Linked DNA regions of Arachis hypogaea: region 1 is linked to region 2. The links are chromatin contacts, called in public Hi-C maps. All regions are on one chromosome and are shown on one strand. The core of a region is the stretch at or near the end of the contact, and the rest is flanking DNA. Distances in the headings are between cores, read along the strand shown. Region 1 holds the start of LOC112732336 (protein REDUCED CHLOROPLAST COVERAGE 2). Region 2 holds the start of LOC140177642 (serine/threonine-protein phosphatase 7 long form homolog).

Region 1 (3,575 bases), core at 820-3,319, 310 kb after region 2:
TGGGACATATGCTTATTAATGAATTTGATATAGTTGTGTTTTAATGTATCTGCTTGTGGTGCTCTCTTATGTTAATTCATATTGCATATTGCATATTATACATTATTAAAGCGGGTCATGGTATACCAATCTCGTTGACACAATTCTTGAGTAACAATTCCAGGCTACCAGATTCAATTTCATTAACAATTTCTTGTTTAATTACAGCTACACAATTTCACTTACACAATTCTTGACCAACCTATAAAAACCAAACTCATTAACACAAACTCTGTTCGGCCACAAAAGCAGATTTTCATTAACACAATACATGTCAAGCTACAAAACTCAATTTCATTCAAACAAAAAAGCTCAAGTAATAACACAATCTCATTAAAGCCTAAATACATCCTAACTAAAAGAGCCCTATTTTATCCCCTAATTTCATCAAGCTATTTTCAGAAGCATTACACAAGGTAGCCCCTGCTTATAATTCAATGAAATCTGCAACCAGAAAAAAAAAATAACCAACTCAACCAACCATGCCCAAGATTGCAATGCAACAACCTTCAACTTCTATTCAAAGTCCTTCACTTTTGCTTTTAGGCCTACAATTTTCAACCTTGCAACTTGCAAATCTTCAGTTTCAGCTTATGGGTCTGCCCAACAAAACAACTGACACTCTTTTTTAATCTACAAAATTTCACCATAGTTCAGTCCCCAAAAACAAAACATTATCATCAATTAAGAACAAAAATAAAAAAAAACGCACCTCATAGTAGACGCAGCCCCAAAATCGTCGACTAGGGTTGTTTTTCGTTCTCGAAATTTACAACACAGGTCTCACCATGCCCACAAAGAAGCTCTCTCTTCTGCGCAGGCAAGCGACTTCGAGACGACCTTGAGCTCTCCGAAGTCATGGCTGCACTGCAACCTCTGGAACCCTAACAGACGTTCTATTATTTTAGTTGGTGGTGAGATTTTTTATTTAATCTCTATCTCTCCAACCAATTATATAAAAATAACTTAATTTTTTTAATCAATTAAAGGTATCAACTATCGGTAATAACCTAAAGAGTAAAAGTGTCAGAAAAAATTCGTTAATGGAGGGGGAGGATGATTTTAAAGTGTTCATAAACGTTGAGGAAGATTTTAATAACAAAAAAAGGTCAGGGACGAATTTGATTTTCATCCCAGACCTTTGGGACGAAAAAAGTACTTAACCCTAATTTTTACTATTCAATTTTAATTTCTAAATTTTGTGTGAAAGAAAAAAATAAATTATATTTTTTATTATTTATTCTATCTTATCTTCAATTTATCATCAAGTAAAATACAAAAATATTTTTTTTATGTTTCTATTCTTTATATATTTTTATATCTTATTCTCATAATTATATGTGGCATACGTATTAATAATTCTTGTGAGAAGTAGGGCTGGAAGTGAGTCGAGTTAGACCAAGCTCAAACTCGACTCACAGAAAGCTCACGAATTTGCTCAAACTCACGAACTGGCTTAAATAAGAGAATATATAATATATAATATATAATTTTATATCAATAAATCATAATTTATATATATTAAAAATATTTTAAAAGATCAATTTTATATATTGACTATCTATCAATTATAAATTTTTTACTCATGTCCTACATCAAAATTATATATAAAAAATGACTATAAAATTTTAATATATATATATATATATATATATATAATCGAGCCAGCTCACGAGTTAATGGGTTTGAGCTGATCAAAGTTTAAGCTCGCCTCATTTAATATATGAGCTCAATTTCAAACTCAAACTCAGTTCGCTAGCTCGCGAATTTAGTTTATCGAACTATTAATAAGTCGAACTCGAACTGATTTATGAGTTGACTTGACTCAATTGCAGCCTAGTGAGAAGTGTTGCAAAACTGTGTCAGCTGCATAAAGGAATAACGAAAAGTCTTAGTACAACTACAATGAAAAAAATAAATAAAAGCTAATTTCTGATTTTTGTGTATGTCACGGCCGGTCGGCCCAATCCAAAGAGGGTGAAGACGACAAGAAAGCCTCTAATAAGTTGTTTATGCCTGATCCAATAATTAAGGTTTATATAGCACAACCAAAGATTGAGAAAGAGAGACAGAAGATGAGGTGTCATAGTAGAAGAGACATAGAAAAAATAGAAAAGAAAAAAATAAATAAAAATGAGAGGCCTGAAATCGCTATAGCCTTAAATTCTCTCCGTGCGTGTATGTGTACAAGAAGAAGAGGCTACCCTGGCTTTAGTTTTCCCCTTGGCTTACCTTATCCTATCCACACTCTCTTTTCTCTTTTGTTTTCATGTTTTATTTCTCTCTCTCTCAATATCTTCTCATGAACTAATCTCTATTTTACGTACCCTTTTTTGCGCTGAGTACCCCCACCTACACTTTCACTTGATCCTTAATTAAGCTCAAGATTCTTCCACACCCATTTCTGTTCAGTACTCAAAATTAAAGCTCTTATTAGCTTCCCGCACTTCTTCGGCTCCATTTATTCCGTTCAATATATTTTTTATTTCCACAAACAAGATAACATCTATTTTTTTGCTTAGCTTCCGTGTTTGAAGTTAATTACAAGCAGGTTTCTTGAGATTCAAACTCCTATTAAATATCGTGTATATTATGATTAATATATATTCTTTTTTGGCTTGTTGAGCCACATATCAACTGATGAAATGTGTTGATTTTTGAGGCACTGGTTGGTTAGATAGTTGCTGTTCTATCTGTTTGTTCACAAAGAAACTTGACATAGTTTAAGGACGGAGAATAGATTCTTCCCAGTTCACGTGCAGAAGGATTTCATTTAATTATTCGATGAATTCAACCATTGTGTCATAGTTATTTCCGTCGGAGAGGAAGCTTTATAATTGAACTGCCGGTTTAGTTTATTTTGAAGTACAATAATGGCTCCCAAAACTGGGAAAACCAAACCTCACAAAGCTAAGGGAGAGAAGAAGAAAAAAGAAGAGAAAGGTACGGTTCACATAATAATAGTCCATCCTGCATTCGATGCCTGTTTCATTTTCCCTTTCTGTTTATGTGTTGTCTTTGAATACAATGCCTTCTGTTTATGAAACATATATACAAGAAGTAGCAATAATTCCTTTGGCCGTAAAAATAGAAAGATAGACGCAATATGTCTCTCATCTCCTTCTTTTAATTATTCATTCTATTCTATTCAGTGCTTCAAATTCTCGGTTATGAACTTGCTAACGTGACTCAACTTCAATATTATTGTGCTCTTTTGGTTCTTGCATTGTTATTGAAAAGTTTTTTTTTACCAGTTTTAGGAGTATGTGATGTTCATGTTCTTTCATGTTTCCTCTTGCTAGACTAACGGCCGGAGAAAACTAAACAAATCAAATAAATTATATAATAATCAATGTCTAATATTTTAAAAATATTATCTTATTCAGAGATTAATCAAGAAATATTAAATTGATATTTGCCATAAGTATGTAGTTTTTTTCTATTTATAAAATCTATTATTTAATTATAATAATTATTTTTATGTAAAGAATATTTTATTATATTAATAACCTCAATTTATTGTAACTAATGTAAAA
Region 2 (3,841 bases), core at 169-2,668:
ATTCATATATGTTCTTTACTTCAACAGAAAAATATCCGTCTGTATCTCTCACTGTCTATCTGGCTCACAGACGTTATCAAAATGCAGCCCAATAGAACAAAAATCAACTAGGTATTCGCATTATAGAAAAGACGCATAATGAGAATGTGGCACATAGAGGCTTACAACAGCATTGAATAGAGTGGACTTGCCAACGTTGGGGAGGCCAACGATGCCGGCTCTAAGGCTCATACTTATCCTTGATGAAAAAGACGAGAACCTTCGTTGAGTCCCGTAGAAGTGAGCGGTTCGGAGAAGAGTTTGATTTCGCAAGAAGTTTGACTTGAGTGGATGAAATAGAGTGGGAACAAGGTGAAGGTGACTGCAAGCCGCTCTTGCCATTGCTTGCGTTGCAGTTGCCGGAGGGAACGCACATTCAACGGATATGGATGCGGTGGATACATGCGCAGCTTCAACAGATAAATTCCAAGCTGGGACTTGAAAACTGAAAACATGACCCGAACAACCCACGGCCACGAGTGGTGCCTTGCCCCAGCAGGCCAGGTTAATAACCGGTTTGGTTTGGGTACAATATAAAGCCGCATTTAACCCGTCATAATTGTTTGGACTTTGGAGTGATGGATTCATGGATACCCACCCACTAATTCGGGTCATATGTTTTACGTTGCCCGCCCCAACCTGGATCCGGGTCATGTTTTGTCGGATTTGTGCCCGTCTATTTTTGATTTTTTATTGTGTTATGTTTCGAGTTGAGTTTGGATAGCTTTGTCTTTTTTAAATAAAATATATATTTTAGGATAAAATTATAATAAAATATAATATTTTTATATTTTAATTAATACTTTTATATTATATAATATTATTTTTATTTTAAAATAATCTATTTTAATATAAATATGATATAATATATTAATATTTATTAAGTAAAATTTTATTAATTTATTATATAAAATTTATAAAATTAATTGATTTATTTTGGATTAATTTAGGGTCAAAATAAATTCAGGGGTAAAAAACATAGATAAACCAATGGGGGAAACTTGTTACATGAATAAGCCAAACCAAAAAGAGATCCACGAATCAGCCAAGCCCTATTTATATACAATTCGAACCTAATTGGTTCGAACCCTATTTATATACAATTCGAACCTAATTGGTTCGAACCCTATTTACACATAATTCGAACCTAATAGGTTCGAACTTCAAGTTTATAAATCGAACCTAATTGGTTCGAACTACGTTCTATTACGTGCATCATATAATTCGAACCTAATTGGTTCGAATTATGAGTGATTGTGCTATATAACGAGTTCGAATCAAGCAGATTCGAATCAGTTATCCTTTTCCATACCCCACCAAATCCCAGAGAAAACGACCCAGATTCGATCCGAGAAATAGTAGAACCGAAGACTCAGCTGATGGGGGACGATCCTGCAAGACTGTACCGGTTGGATGCGGTTGCTCATATAGCCGGGGTCATCAACGACGAGGTTAGTACATAGAAAAGTTTCTGCACACGGTTTATTTGAGTTAGTGATTTTGCATGTGGTTTTAGCGGTTCTATATGTGAGTGGTTTATCAGGGTGGCATTACAAATGGTTTAGCTTAGAGGTTATTGCATGCGGTTTAGGGGGCGGTTTTTGGTAAGTGGGTTTTTGTAAGTGGTTTTATATGCGCTTCTGTGAATAGTTTATGTAAGTGGTTTATGTTAGGTGGTTTTGTTAGTGGTTTGTTGTAGTGGTATTGCAAATGATTTAATTTAGTGGTTTTGCATGCGGTTTAATTGGTGGTTTAGAGTAAGTGGTTTATTGTATGTGGTTTAATAATGTGGTCCATTTAATGCGCAGCCACAACGATGCATCAGGAGCATGCGGCGGCAACAAGGCATGCCACTCGACGAGCGTTATGTTCCGTACCTGCAGATGGCCGGGTTATACCATATGGCTAGACTGAACGATAGATGGTTCCGGTTAGACGAGCCCCTTGTCAGCGCCTTCGTCGAGAGGTGGCGTCCTGAGACGCATACCTTCCACATGCCCTTCGGAGAGTGCACGATCACGCTTCAGGACGTGGCATACCAGTTGGGGTTGGCAGTGGACGGGCGTTATGTCAGCGGTTGCCTTACAGACTTCCATCTGTATATCGAGGGTGGACGTCCAGCTTGGGTGTGGTTCGAGGAGTTGCTTGGAGTGGTACCTCATCCGAGCCAGGTTCAGAAGTTCGCAGTAAACTGCACCTGGTTCCAGGAGACTTTCGGACACTGCCCCGAGGGAGCCGATGAGGACACTGTGCGGCGCTTCGCTCGTGCCTATATCATGATGTTGTTGGGCACTCAGCTGTTTGCCGACAAGTCCGGCAACCGCATTCACATCAGATGGCTTCCGTACGTAGCTAGGATTGAGGAGATGGGTTCCTACAGTTGGGGGTCTGCAGCATTGGCGTGGTTGTACCATTGCATGTGCCGAGTGGCAAACAGACATGTGGTCAAGCTAGCCGGCCCACTTCAGCTACTTCAGTCCTGGATATTCTGGCGCTTTCCCAGGTTTAGGCCTGCTGGGTATGATACGTCCAGCTGGCCTTTGGCATCGAGGTACGCTAGTCAGGCTTTTCTATTTCAAGTTGGGATAGCTGCTGTGAGTATTACAAATCTGTCATAATTCTGAATAAATGTAACACCCATGTGCCCTGCAGGTGGTCAGGTTACAGCCCTTCCTACAGCCAGAAGGGTCCTCGACTGCAGAGCACGAGACTGGAGATAGACAGGTTACATGCCAGGGATGTGAGTGTTCTTCCTGTTACTTTAATTTAAATAAGTAGACATCGAATGTTTCTGTTTAGCCAGTTGGCGTGACAACATCGGTATTTATTTGTGCAGTTTATCTGGATGCCTTATAGCTCCCCCGAGGTACTTCAGGTTGTGCATCCGGAGGTGTTGGAGCCCCGACACATGGCAGTGTGGCGTTCTGTCACGTCGCTGATATACTTTGCCGTCGTAGAGTGGCATCAGGTAGACAGGGTGCTACCGCAGTTCGGTGGTGTGCAGCCTCTCCTGCGTCCCGCCCTGAACATCGACTTTCTGATGTCGAAGGACGGGAGAGGCGGCGATCGTTGGTTCCCGTCCACCTTACCGGATTGGCATATTCATTGGGAGACCCGTGCGGACCACGTCCTCCGGTTCGATGTTGTTGCCGATCCTGGACCTTCGCACGCCTATCTAGACTGGTGGAGCCAGCATGGGAAGAGGTTCTTGTCACCCGATATTCATCTGGGGGATCTGAGGGGCATTCCTATTCCTGTCGAGGCGTCACAGAGGGGTCCTGGTTGAGTTCCTGACATGGATCGAGTCGACGACGTCCCTGATAGGCGTCGGGTTGAGAGGAGAGCTCGTGTCGGGACACGACAGAGCCAGCGTGAGTGGAATTGGCTGGAGCGGGCTATTGACGACGCTGATGAGGCAAGTAGGGGTGGTCGTCGAGGACGAGGGCGTGGAGGCAGACGGAGGGCACCCGTCGAGGGCCAGGACGGTCATCAGGCTGGTGGCCTTGGTGGACAGGGGTATGCCACCAGAGATCCTGCTCCCCATGCTGAGGCTGGACTTGGGGAGGTGCCGCTGGGAGATTACTTAATTGGAGTTCCACCTTACGACCCCACACCTCAGGAGAGTAGGCCATGGGTGAGTCCAGGCAGCACGTTTTCAGACCTACTTGCCGGTGTTGGGTTTGACGGGGATCTTGGATCCCCCTTCTTTGATGACATCAGTGCCATCATGCATGATGAGGAGGCTGTCCCTGGGCGGAGTCAGACGACGGGGACACAGGCACCGTTAGATGTCGATCTGAAT

What was found. Hi-C and Micro-C count contacts between places; a contact is called where the count stands out from the background.
Region 1: a Hi-C map of leaf shows a contact between it and region 2, with 3 times the contacts expected there. The contact joins the promoter of LOC112732336 here to the promoter of LOC140177642 in region 2.

The regions. Positions count from the first base shown.
Region 1 is chr13:87,287,080-87,290,654 of arahy.Tifrunner.gnm2.J5K5, forward strand. LOC112732336 (protein REDUCED CHLOROPLAST COVERAGE 2) reads left to right here and starts at 2,070. Exons shown (of 23, transcript XM_025781028.3): 1 at 2,070-2,982. The coding sequence starts at 2,913.
Region 2 is chr13:86,978,083-86,981,923 of arahy.Tifrunner.gnm2.J5K5, forward strand. It overlaps LOC140177642 (serine/threonine-protein phosphatase 7 long form homolog), which reads left to right and starts at 1,419. Exons shown (of 5, transcript XM_072210785.1): 1 at 1,419-1,490; 2 at 1,848-2,320; 3 at 2,375-2,590; 4 at 2,692-2,763; 5 at 2,896-3,325. The coding sequence starts at 1,419. The coding sequence ends at 3,325. It overlaps LOC112732335, which reads right to left and starts at 761. Exons shown (of 9, transcript XM_025781026.2): 1 at 166-761. The coding sequence starts at 693.